2 separate regions of the Mus musculus genome follow, and region 2 is linked to region 1. A link is a contact called in public Micro-C data. All regions are on one chromosome and are shown on one strand. The core of a region is the stretch at or near the end of the contact, and the rest is flanking DNA. Distances in the headings are between cores, read along the strand shown.

What was found. Hi-C and Micro-C count contacts between places; a contact is called where the count stands out from the background.
Region 2: a contact with region 1 is called in a Micro-C map of muscle stem cells, with 5 times the contacts expected there. The contact joins two enhancer-like sites. A contact is called at or near these places in 1 of 15 datasets of contacts at CTCF or cohesin (pro-B cells), 2 of 484 Hi-C or Micro-C datasets (the HL-1 cell line and muscle stem cells), 4 of 115 datasets of contacts at active chromatin or transcription factors (embryonic basal ganglia, embryonic stem cells, neural progenitor cells and 1 more) and 1 of 9 other capture datasets (adipose tissue).

Annotation. Positions count from the first base shown.
Region 1 is chr6:88,583,920-88,590,424 of GRCm38.p6, forward strand. It overlaps Kbtbd12 (kelch repeat and BTB (POZ) domain containing 12), which reads right to left. Exons shown (of 6, transcript NM_001278671.2): 5 at 2,861-3,058. Among named protein-coding and RNA genes, the nearest start is that of Kbtbd12, 40 kb to the right of the region's middle. Within about 2 kb of position 3,347, at least 12 of the 459 cell types and tissues checked have an H3K27ac peak or open chromatin away from gene starts, as enhancers often do. A contact at or near this core is called in muscle stem cells, where this site is marked.
Region 2 is chr6:88,782,858-88,789,362 of GRCm38.p6, forward strand. The region is part of intron 3 of Mgll (monoglyceride lipase); the gene reads left to right. Among named protein-coding and RNA genes, the nearest start is that of Gm26588, 44 kb to the left of the region's middle. Within about 2 kb of position 2,259, at least 69 of the 459 cell types and tissues checked have an H3K27ac peak or open chromatin away from gene starts, as enhancers often do. A contact at or near this core is called in muscle stem cells, where this site is marked.

The DNA.
Region 1 (6,505 bases), core at 2,097-4,596:
ACTATTGTGGATGCCAACAAAATTTTGCTCTCAGGAGCTTGAGAGGCTTTGCCAATACCTGGCAAATACAGAAGTGGAAGCCACATGTTTTTGCTCTCCTAAACAAGTTTGTTTACACCCAAAGAGCTTGCTTGGTTGTGGATGGGAGGGATGTAGGCAGGAAATATGTCAACATGTATGCTTGTCCCTGATTGGACCTGATAGGAAATTCGGTGGCCATGAGGTTTTGCCTTTTTCGGCCTCTGCATGAAACATGACTCATGACCATTTCCTGGGAATCTAGAGGTGGTCAGAGTCCATCATCCTGGCCAGTATTTAATTAAAGCTGCTTCAAATTTGGCTCAACATTGTGGAACTGGTCTTTTTCCTGTGATTTTTGGGATTAATAAGCGACACTGGATATGGAAGGAGGAACTCGTGTTGTTTTTTTATGTTTTTATAGCTTCCACTGCCCCGCTCTCGATGTCTAAAACATTTAAAAGCATTGTGAGTTAGGGGCTGGGGAGATTGCTCAGCAGTTAGGAACACTTGCTGCTCTTGCAGAGATACCAGATTTCAGCTCCTAGCACCCATGTTGGATCCCGCCCTCTTGCCCACGGCCAGCTCCATTCGGTACTGCTACTCCTCAGCTTGGTGCACAGCAGCTGATTTTCTGGGGTCTACCTCATCCTCTCAGGAGCTTAAAAGGAGTTTAATCCTTTTTCTGCGATCTACTATTCTTGGTTTACATATTCAGTTTTGCTGAAACATATCTTGGTTTTTAAGAAAGGACACAGAAGAGACACTGACACACTGCGTGTCAGGAGAATGCCCTCAGTCTTGACTAAGCCCCGCAGGTCAAACTGCGCAGGTTGACAATGGTTCTCTGCAGAGCTTCTGAATACACTTGCTCCGCTTCCCTCGGCTTCCACCATCACAGTTCGGAACTCTGACTCTTGGTACTTTGGATAAAACTCTCCTTTCCTCAGAATGTTTTAGGATCTTCTGTTTGTCTCTAATGTCACAGTGATGTGCTTTGATTTGACCTCTTTTATCTGCTTCCCAGGGCATTTGGTAGCTTCCTTTTGACTAGGGACTTCAGTTCTGGGATTCTTATTCATTCACGCTGTGGATGACACACCCCGTCCACTTTCTCTGTTCTTTTTGTCAGGGGTCCTGCTACTCCAAGACTGGGCGTCCTGGACTTCATTTCTCTGCCTCTGATTTTACAATTATTTCTTTACTTTGCTTTCTTGGAAGTTTCCTCAAACATCTTTGCTCACATTTCCAGTGTAGACTCAATTTCTGGCCTAAATCTTAATTCGCAGGAACTCTCTCCCCCATCCATCCACCCTGCTCCTTCAGCACAGCATTTGCTTGCATCTCTCTGACTTCGACTTCTACTGGCGCAGTCCCTGCTCTTCTGGATGGCTCTGCTTTGTATGTTTCCCTCAAGTGCCAGTCCCCAGGACCCACATAGACAACCAGCTCCCCAAAGTTGCCCTTGGACTTCCACACTCAAGCCATTGAACCCACACATACTGAACACTTTAAATAAAATGCAATAAGACATATAAAGACCTTTTGGGAAAGTTCTTTGAAGGACAAATGGAGAAAAAGCGAAGCCTTTGATCACGGGAACCTTGCAGCACACAGAAGGGAAGCAAGAAGGCAGCACAGCCCGAGCATGCACTACCCAGCTCTAATAACGACCGCATCCATCTCTGGCTTTTTACCCGGGTTCTGAAGGATTGAACTCAGGCCCCCATACTTGCAAGGCAAGTAGTTTACCAACAAAGCCAACTCCCTAACCCATTAAGTCTCTTCTAATTCACAAAGAAAGCTGGGCAGTGGTGGCACACGCCTTTAATCTTAGCACTTGGGAGGCAGAGACAGGCAGATTTTTGAGTTCAAGGCCAGCCTGGTCTACAGAATGAGTTCCAGGACAGCCAGGGCTATGCAGAGATACCCTGTCTTGAAAACCAAAAAAACCCAAAAAAACCAAAAAACCCCAAAAAACCAAAAAAGAAAGAAAGAAAGAAAGAAAGAAAAAGAAAGAAAGAAAGAAAGAAAAAGAAAGAAAGAAAGAAAGAAAGAAAGAAGGAAAAAGAAAGAAAGAAAGCCTCATTCTTTAAATTAGTTACCTAAAACTGAATGCTTACAAAATGAAGGCAAATCTGACTTCTTTCAAAATGCAAAATTGTAAGTGCTCTGGGGCGTGTGTCTCACAGGTATATATTGGCCTAACACTTAGTTGGTGAGGTCAGAATCAGCTAGTTAGTCTACTATGAAGGTATCCATCTGCTTTATTTACTGATGTAGCCAATGAGACATTGGCCTCTAGATTCATGCATGCTTAAAAGCCTCCCTGCACCATGCTGCAGAATGCAATGATGGTATTGGATGTGTGCATTCAGTAATAAGCACACACACTAGGCATCATCTTAGAAATGCTTTCAAGCAATTTACTTCCCTGGATGCTAGCGGACAGTGTCAGGGTCATTTGCTAGCTGAAAGCATAACACCCAACACTTCCCGTCATTCCTCTGCTCCCACGTCCCTCCTGTTCAGAAATGCTTCTTTTAGTCCTACTAAAGCAATTTGCCCTCTTTCCTATTTTTTTTTTTCTCCCCATACTCAACTACTATGGGCTGAGTGGCTGCCATGGGCTAGATGCGTTACAAACTTCATCCCACAGAATCCTTGTCATCTCATAGAGGTGAAGCCCCAGAGAATGTAGGGAACTGCTCCAGGCCACTGGGCTCCGAAAGCCAGACTTTTGCCAGTGCCTCACTGCTCTGGAAACTGACCATCCTATCAGGTAATGGAGGTAAAAGTCACTGCCAAGAGGGCCATGACAGATTTACAGCTAGGCCAGTACCTGCTCCATGAAATCCACCGCAGACATAGAGCTTCCCGTCCACGGCGCCAGCACTGGTGGAATTGGTTCGCAGTGAGAGGAGGGGACTCGGCATAGGCGGGCCTTCCCTCCAGAAGTCCCCATCGGGGTTGTAGATCTCCACCACATCAAGGCATTTCCGAACTTGTCCCTTGTCTCGGCCCACACAGCCAATTCCACCTAAGAGAGTGAAGCACAGAAATGGGGTGTTTGGGAGCAGAAGTCTCACAATGGACACCCTTCTCCTCTTCTAGGGCTGTGGGCAGTACCGGCTTCTGGCCTTGACTTGTTTTTGCTGCCTATTTCAAAGACAAGTTTAATGTCACTGTAATGCCACATTTCCTGTTACTGCTTAGGCAAGATTTATTCCTCGCAGACCCTGCAAAGTTGGTTCACACAATGAGCATTCCCTTCCCAGTAAGGATATTGGTTGAATGACTCAGACACCTGCCTCATTGTGAGCAATGAGTTCACTCATGCAGCTGTCAAGGACTCTCTCTTCCGTGACTCATCATGGCAGGCTGGCTTCTTCACTGCATGCATACTTTTCCATGTGAAAAGAAGGGCTCTTTGGTAAATTTCAGGTTTGGGATTAGAGGGAGACCAGAAAGACTGGGAAGTGAGATGTGTGGGCCCCTTCCTTACTGGACACCATGCTTTATTCAGCAGATGCTCACTAACTCCTCGTTGATGGCAAGATAATGGCAAGTGACAAGGAGTTTGGAAAGATTGACAAGGCTATTGCTCCTGCTCTTGAGAAATTAATGAAGTGAAGGCAGAACACGGTGGCACATGACTTTAATCCCAGCACTGGGGAGGTAGAGGCAGGCAAGATCTCTGTGAGTTCAAGGTTAGCCTAGTTGACATAGCAAGTGCCAGGTCAGCCAGGGCCACATCACGAAACACTGTCTCCAAACAAGAAGTTAACAGAGTGAAAGGGGCCATATATGTAAATAAATAGAAAGGCAGGCAGGCAGGCAGGCAGGCATCTTAAGGGCTACTTCAAATGGAAATAAGGAGCAGATAAAATATGTACAGAGTTAGGACTTTGAAGTCCAATTGCATAAGATTTTCCAATCCACTGTGATCAGAAACACCAGTCACATAGAGAAAACTAAGACACACTTAAGGCCTTCATTATAGATTCCATTTGCTGAGAAGTTTTTCACATGGTCTCCTTGCCTCTCTTTCTCACTGCTACTTAGACTCTGTCCTTCACTGAATTCATCAGGCAGACCTTCATTATCACCTGCTCCGTCATCTTCTTCTCTGATCCTGCCTTCAGCTCCTCCCACAGATCCTCCCACATCATGTGTCTGGAATGAATGAATGAGTATGAAATGTCCCTTCCCCACGCTCTCCCTGACACTCTTCCCTGTCTGTCCAGTTCTTGGTCCTGTAAACTCATGAAGGGCAAAGGTCACATGGTTTTGGTTGAGCCTGCCATACACTACTCAATGAATTTAGGGGTGCAATGGGAGCCGCATGATTTACTATGAGTGGGTCTTAAGCCAGGTTTTGAAGGTGAAAAAAGACTGGAGGGGTCCCCCCACCTCTTTACTGACGTTACTTGACCAATTCTTTCAGCATGAACCCAGAGATTAAGATATCTACGCAGGATGTGCTTGGCTGCCTTCTCTCCTATCTGCTCTGAGAAGTAATTTAGGCTACTTTGAAGCCGAATCTACACTGCTGTGTTTTGGAGAAAGGGTCACATCGGCCTTAGCACAGTTCTCGTGTTCATGGCCAGGACCACTCTCAATGTGACTCTGTGGTAGTGGGATACTTCTTCACCTTAGGGAAAATGGAACTAGCCAAGAAGTCATGTAGAAGAGGGTTTGTGTGTGGCAGCAGAGACCTGCAAGGTAAGAAGATGGCGAGTCCCTTCTCTGAGAGGTAAGATGCTTTAGGGCTGGTGTATGTTGCAACTAGTTAGATCAGGGAGTGAAGCAAAAAGTCTAGACTGAAGTCAGTAGGAGTCAGGCTGAGGCAGGTAAAGTGCCAGCACCTTGATTCTAAGTCAGAGTTCCACCTTAAATCCTCTCAGAGAGGTTGCCCCAGTGTGACACAAGCAGAGTGCTTATAAGTCTTGACTGTCTGAGATAATGAGAGTTCTTGTCACCTTTGCGCTGCTACTGAGTGTATTTAATTACTACAGTCGAAACTAACCTTGTGAAATGTGCCCGTTCTCATTGGTGAACAGACACTTCGCATGCTCTGCCCGACCCCTGGGCCACCCCAGCTCACTCTGTGCTCTGTTTCTGTCCTGGTCCCTGAAGCCTGGACTCAGTCTCTTTGTCACCGAGTGTTAATTTCACCTCAAGCACACTCCATTAGCAGCAGGCTTAATGAGCTTAGACTGAAGATGAATCTTGATTAGATAAATAATCAAATAAAGGCCTGATCTTTATTAATAAGTCAGTGCTGGCTCTACAAGTACAGCCTTTTGATGAGGGGACGCCTAGGGTGGGATCGGCATAGCTGCAGAATGTCAATAAGTCAGCGCCGTGGCTTTCATTTATGCGCTACCAGAATCTCTGAGCATGACTTCCCCTTACTCAAAACCAAGCAAGTGGAGAGAAATTACCTTTATAGGTCATACCCAAATACACCCCACATGCAAAATATATGTCTAGAATATTCAGGTGTGGAAGGGGGAAGACAATTACATCTCCCTATTCTTTCTTTATTTTATTCCTACAAAGATGAAGATGGCCTCTTCTGATGTTGGTCTATGATAGATTCTTTCATTTCTGGAGATGAGTGGGAGGCAGCTTGTCCTCCCACAAAGAGCCCGGCAGACAGCTGGCTGAAGGCACAGGGACTTGCCACCCAGTTGCCCATGAATCTCGTGCACACCCTTCCCCTTCAGGCCTGCCTCAAGGTGGCAGACTTATTCTACTCTGATCTGGGCTTGATCCAAAGCAGGAGTGGGATTTCACTAACAGTTCTGGCAAAATCCCAAAGTTGCTTGCCTTGCTAAACCAGACTTGGGGGTGGGGAATGACTGTGGGGGGGGGGTGAGGCACCCGTGTGCCTTGGTGAAAGCACGTGGACTTGCAGAAACAGATCCCGGTTCACATTCTTGTGTCACTTCTTGATAGCCAAATGAGGTTGATTGATTTAATTCTTCTCTAAGCCTCACTCATTCTCACCTGTAAGCTAAGAATGATAGCACCAATTTTACAAAATGTGGCAAGAAGCACATGACTTAGATAATAACAAAGAAAGGGAGAAAGCCAGGGCCTCTGAGCACTCGTGGGTATCACCGAGGGAACTTTCTTTTATTTAGTTCCTCTTGTGGATGGCATCATGACACACATGCACCTGGGACTCTGATGATGGCTATTTTCTTTCATGTTTGAAAGCCACTGATCTAACTCTTCCATGTATGTGGGGTTTTACATACACAAGTGTTTTTGGAAATTGTTGACATTTGCCCTATATTGAATGTGTAACTGAATTATTGAATTGTTGCTGGTTTAGGGTCAAATGCTCATAGACATTTCTTTTGAATCTGGGTAGAGAGAATCAGGTCAAAAGCCATCGACAAGTTGTGGTAGTGCATGCCTGTAATCCCAGCACTTGGGAAGCTATGGCAGAAGGACGGTCCTGAATTTGAACCTA
Region 2 (6,505 bases), core at 1,009-3,508, 200 kb after region 1:
TGGCTGGGCACACCTATGAGGTACTTTTTTCTCAATTAAATCACTTTGAAGTGAGAAGACCCACATCTTAGAGGTGGGAAGACAACACCCTTAATCCAGATCCTTTGATGTGGAAAGATTCATCTTTAATCTGGGCCACACCTTCTGCTGGCAGCCTATATAAAGGACACTATCTTAGAGTTTTACTGCTGTGAAGAGACATCATTACCAAGGCAACTCTTATAAACATTTAATTGGGGCTGGCCTACAGGTTCATAAGTTCAGTCCATTATCATCACGGCGGGAAACATGGTAACACCCAGGCAGACATGGCGCTGGAGAAGGAGCTGACAGATCTACCTCTTGTTCCAAAAGCTGCTAGGAGAAGATTGTCTCCCAGGCAGCGAGGAGGAGGGGTCTCAAAGCCCCACCCCATAGTGACACACTTTCTCCAACAAGGCCACACCTATTCCAATAAGGCCACACCTCCAAATAGTGCCACTCCCTGAGCCACCACAGACACAGAGGAAAGAAGCTTGCTCTCTGTTTGCCTGCTTGCTCTTAACTCTTGCTAGCACACCCCTTCCTTCCCCGGCAGCATTAGAGCTTACTTCTTCAGGATTCCAGTATGCATTGAAGACCAACTGAGACATCCAGCCTTGTGGACTGGATTCTTGGGCCTTCTGTTCATAAGCAGCCATTGTTGGAATTGCGGGACCACAGCCTGTACGCCATTCTAAAAAAATGTGTGTGTGTGTGTGTGTGTGTGTGTACACGTATGTATATATGGGATTTACTAGAGAGAGAATATGCTATAATTTCTGTTCCTCTAGAAAACCATGACAAATGCAAAAGCACAGAGAGACTAGACAAACTAGACTGCACAGTCACTCACTTAGACATCCACAGAGACAGACAGACATAAGACAAGCATTTAACCAAAAATTGCCAACTAGGATTCCCCAGTGTCTTGACTCCCACAGGAAGGCGCTGGGGAAGGGTCCCTGTCCATGTTCACTTCCAAACGAGAGACTAGCCCAGACAGAGATGTCAGAGAGGCCCATGAGGACTTGGTCAGTTTTGATGTTGGCAAACAGTGTTCATTCTGGGATTCTCTGGCCCTGGTGTGAGTTACCTGGACCAGGGATGTTTCAGGGATCACCGCTTCTGTAATAGTTCACCAAACCAGAGAGACTCAGAGTGAGGCTGGGCAACCCGTCGTCCCCCCCCCCCCCCCCCCCCCGTCCCCCATGCCCCAGTGGCAAAAATCTCATTCAGGCCTTCAGATGTTGTGTCCAGGCAGGACCCAAGAGTGTCACCTAAAAGTCCGACAGAGGAGAGTCCTTTATTTGCCAGTGGCCGAGAGCAGGCTCATGCAAGAAAGAACTCTCAACTCTGGAGAAGGGAAGGGAGGGTAGGGTTTCTAAAGCCAAAACCACAACTACATCACACCAGAGGCAGGCCAGGGACTGGAGTTTCAAAAGTTTCAGTTCAGTTGACTAAAATAATTTATTTTATGCAGTGGATCTTCCAGAACCTTCAAGTGCAGATGTATGAGAACGACCTGTTTAGCAGGATGTGTGCTTAGCAGGGACTAGGGAGCAGCTGGGCAAAATGTAAGATGGAATTAGCTAACACTTGGGCAAAATGGAGTCACTCAGGCCACCCCCTCAGATCTCCAGAGGAGTGCCTGCCCCATCAGACAGGAGGCCAAAACAAGAGGATCTTGAGCTCAGAGCTACCCTGCTTTAGTCTACAGAGTGAAACCCTATTTTGAAATAGAATTAAAAACAGGAAAGACATATATCTGGAGGCACTGTCCCCTGTGGGGCCCACTCCTGGAGCACTCCGCTCTCCCCTGGCTGTTGAGCTGGCTCAGCAGATCCACTGAGTATGTCCGCACGTGTGCCACTGCAGTTCCGCAGAGCTGGCTCCCCACCATGCACAGGCACAGTCTAAATTTAAGTCCCCTGCATCCTCGTTAGGTAACAAGGACCTGGACTGTGTCCTGCTTCTGTCTAAATCCTGAATGTGTTCCTACAGGCAGTCACAGAAGGTGGAGCATGTGTCTGCCCTCAGCCACCAAGCAGTGGGACAGAATGTGATCTTCTTGCACTACTGAGGAGGCGGAGGGAGGCTGGGGAGGTGAGAGGGGCAGCTTCCGAGGCCAGAGCTGGGAAAAAGTCCCACTGCTCCTGTTACCAGGCAAGGGCCTGGCTCTCTGTCCCTACTTCCTGTATGTGTGGGGGAGCTGTCTTCTGTGTGCAGCTGCCTCTGCAGAGTGGATCCACCAGGAGGCCTCTCCCCTTCTCATCCTCAGGGACGAGAATGCTCTTCAGGTCCTTAACAACTGAAGCCACAGGTTGGGCCCTGGCCATGAGCGCTATGCTCCTAGCTTTGCGGTCGCTGCCTGTGAAGGTTTAGCAGGACGTGGCTTTAGAGGGCCCTGAGCTCCTCAAAGGAACTTTGAAGAAGTATGATGGGGCTGTCTCTGTTTAAACACACCTTGAGGAGCCCACATAGTTGTGTGGGGTGCATTGCTGAATACTGGATAAAGGGATAGGGTGTTTGGTGAGCTGAGTCTTTCTGCCACCACAGGGCTCAAACTGCAGCACGGGACCAGGAAGGGACCAGCCCGTCAACAACTAAAAATAAATGGTTGGGCCTCTGCCAACACTCAGGAAAAGCGTAATGAGTGGAAGGCTGGAAAGAGGGGGCAGGGTGGTACCCAGCTGGTCCTCAAGTGGAACAGACTGGCATCTGGGCAGGCAGGGTGCTTCCTAGGCCTCTGTTGCTCATGTCACCAACTTGCCTGTAGCACGGTGGTAACACATGCTCAGAAGGCCTTCATAACGTTCTCTTGCTTTCTGCTCTGCAAATTGATGGGGGGGGAGGGGCAGGTGATGGAGATTGAGGCAGGATCAGCTCTCTGAGTACAACTGCATTCTTAGGGCCACATCTATTGCCCCTACTGTGGTAAGAGGACCCTAGCGTCATGAGTGACATCCTGGAGTGCCAAGAGCCCTTAGTGCCTGACTGGACTCCCAAGAGAGAGGCTATACGCATGGGAGAGGAGCTATATACACTCAAGGCCTTCAGAGAGCTTGACCCCAGGGGTCCCTGCCCAAGGTGTGATCGGGAAGGATATACAGGAACCATGGAAAGAACAGATTGGCATGAGCTGCCTCTCTGTCTTCTCAGTGTGAACACAGACGTGCTAAGACGTGCCTGTGGGAACGCAGCTTGCTAGCTCTGGCCTGAGGCAGTCAACTTAGAGGCAGCTGCTGTTGTCCTCAGGGGCTCTGCAGCTCCCATGTGGGCTCTGGCACCATAAAGGATGATGATACAGCAGAAGCCTGGAGAGACCTTCATCCCAGTGCCTACAAGAACCTCACCCTCAACACAGGCCAGCACCCCGTTGAATGCTCTTAGGAAACAGAGCCTGTGGGAGAAGTCAGCTGCCCAGTGGACTCAGCATAGCCTGGCAGTCAGTCACCAGCCTCCAGGGTGCCTCCCACACCCAGATGCTGTCTCGGTGTCAGTCAGCCTCAGAGCCACCTCCCGCTCTAGCCACACCACCGTGCTGGGAACAGAGACCAAGGCCTGCTGGTGGCTGACCTTCCAGGCACCCAGCTGTTTAATGACAGTTATTGGAGCTGACAGGGGTGGGAGGGTGGGGTATGTGCTCTCTGTATATGGTAAAGGTCAGACTTGTGAACCAAATCCCTGGGAGGGTAAAGTGGGGTCAGAGAAGGCCTGTGTTTAAGCAACTGTCCCCTGACTGGAAATTCCATCATGTGGTACAAGTAACATTGCCCACAAATCAGCCAGTGTTCATTCCTGCAGTATCCCTGTTCGGGAAGCATGCTCAGAGACATTAGAAAAACGTGTCCAAGGAGACACAGCCATAGTGTGGCAAAGCCAGATTCCCATCTCCACCCTGCTTCTCCTTGCTTAGGGCTAATGGAAGCTGCTCTGAGGCGCTGCAGGACTTGCCTCTGAGAACCGTGGCTTGGACACAGCTCTCAAGCAAGTGGCCCTAGGTTCCTGCGCCACGTGACAGGAGAATTCCAGGAATAGCTCATGACAGGCAGTCTGGTGGGGTGTGGTGCCAGCTCCCCATCTTCTGCCAAGGCTCCTCAGATGTTCCGACTCTCCAAGGTGGCACCTGAACCCAGCTAGGGGACAGAGTTGGTGCCCATCTCAAGGATGAAAAGATAGTCCTCTACCCAGGTCCTCAGCACCTGTTTCCCACGACAGTTACATCCCCTGTGCCCCAGAGGGGCCAGTTGTCTATTGACACTCAGCTGTCTGGTATCCGATGGGGCGACTTGGTGTTCCATCCCTGTGTTGGGCCTGACGCATTCTCCTGATAACTCTTCCATAGCACTGAGCAAACCAGGCAGGGCAGACGTGACTCCTGCCAGGGACTCTGCCTTGCATTCTGCTTTTTCCAGAGCCCATATTCCAGGCTGGCTGTGGCCTTCGGGCATGGCCAAGTGTCTAGGGCAAGGCCTGCCACCGTGATCTGCCGAGGTGATGAGCTTCTTGGTCCCCAGTAGAGAAGCGCAGAGCCCCTTAGCCCCGTTCTAGCAACTGCTTGTCTGTGCAGATTGGGAGAAGCAAAGGGTGTGTTTATTCAGTAGAAACTTTCTTTACCAAAAAAGGAGAGGAATCCTTTGCCACGCTTTCTCCGGAGGTAGAGGGAGGATTCCACAGTTCTGCGTTAATAGGGGAAGCAGGATGGGCCACAGAGTCTGTAAGGCACTCAGTTGGCGCTGACTGGTGCTCCTGGCTCACCCGGAGGCAAGGGTCATCAGCCCTCTGGAGCGGAAGCATGTCTGCGAAGAGCCAGCTGCTTCTGTGTCCTCAATTATTCCTCCCAGCCAGCGGGGAGCCCGGAGTACCAGTGACAATCACTGATGCCCGTGACACACAATTTGGAAGGAGGCACGCCAGCTCTGCAGAGTGCTGTGTGCATCGCATAGTCTGAGAGCTCAGGGCACACCCATAAGGGGGCATCGGGGCTGAATGGGAGGTGCGGTGCAGATGAGTCTTTGAAACGCTGCCTGCGATCAGGGTTGAGGGTGAGCTCCCCAAGACACTGAGCATCTTGGGACCACAATCAGGGCTGGTTTGTTACAATGGAGGTTATATGAGAGAGCCTCAAGGACTACCCCCTCCCCCAACCTCCCAGAGTGATGTTACCCTCACGGCCAGAGCATTTTTGTACTAAAGCAAATGCTTGTCATTGACTTGACATGACAGTCTACTGGCGCTCTCTCATTGTTTTGCTCTAATATATATTTGATTTTCATATATATATGTGTATATATGTGTGTATATATATATGTGTGTATGTATATATATATATATATATTTTTTTTTAAAGAGCAAGAGAGAAAATCGTAGACGACTCCCCCACCCTCCTCGCTCTCGTACAACAGAGCTATTAAGAGGAGATTGCCACAGTGTCTTGCAGCACTTACAGCTCAGAGCACCAGCAGAGAGAAGCCGGGCTGCCAGTTAATTACAGGTACAGGCAGGCTGTTGCTGGAGGCTGGGTCCACAGGCTCCACCTTGTGTGGGAACAAGGCTAGCTGTGACTCGGCAGGCTCCTCTGAGCCTCCTTCATCCTCTGATTTACTGGGCACCCGCCACTGCCGCGCTGGGCCTTAGGCTCCATCCGTATCGGGCTTCTCCTGCCTCCTGATAGGCAGTATGCTCAAAGGCTTGGCTTCAGAGTCCTTTCCCACTGAAGTGCATGCATGAAGGAAAACAGCGTGAGGGGCAACGGGCCGTGGGGATGCTGTTCTTCCAGTCTGACCTTTCTGAGAAAGATGGCATGTGAACCTCACCTGAAGGAGAGGTGAAGAGCCAACAGGCCGTGCAAAGGTCCTGGGGGTACCTGGCTCAACGAAAGGAACAGTCCAGACACTGCAGATGGAGTGAGAAAGGGAGAAGGTGGTAGGAGATGGGACAGGGTGACAGGAAACGGGACCCCATGGGGTCCCACAAACCTCATTTCCCTCATCTACAAGACAGGAACATAAAACCTCAGGCAGGTCAAGCAGACTAACACATGCCAGGTACATGGGGGGCGGGGGCGGGGTCAAGGAGGGGGGCAGAGGTGCCACTCAGCCAGCCCTCTGCTGACACAGCTTAATTGGGCGACATTGCACTGAGACTCAGACCTATCCTGACTCTCTGTCAGAGAATGCTTTGGGTAGCAGGTGACCCAAGAGTGCTCCAAAGCCAAGACAGAAGCTCCTCAAAGAGAGGTCCACCTGCCACCTCTGTCTGTCTGTCTGTCTGTCTGTCTGTCTGTCTGTCTGTCTGTTGGTGCAGTCGTTGTACCTGAGATAGTTACAACTCTGTGGTGAAGGCAAGAGAGAGTGGCGCCCATCCAGTTGTGGATTGTTTGTGTCAGAGAGATGGCAGGCCTGAGGGGTGACCAGGGAAGCCCCTAGGCTGCCACTGTGGATGCACAGTGACACCATGTGTGCTGCAAAATGCAGCTGGAATA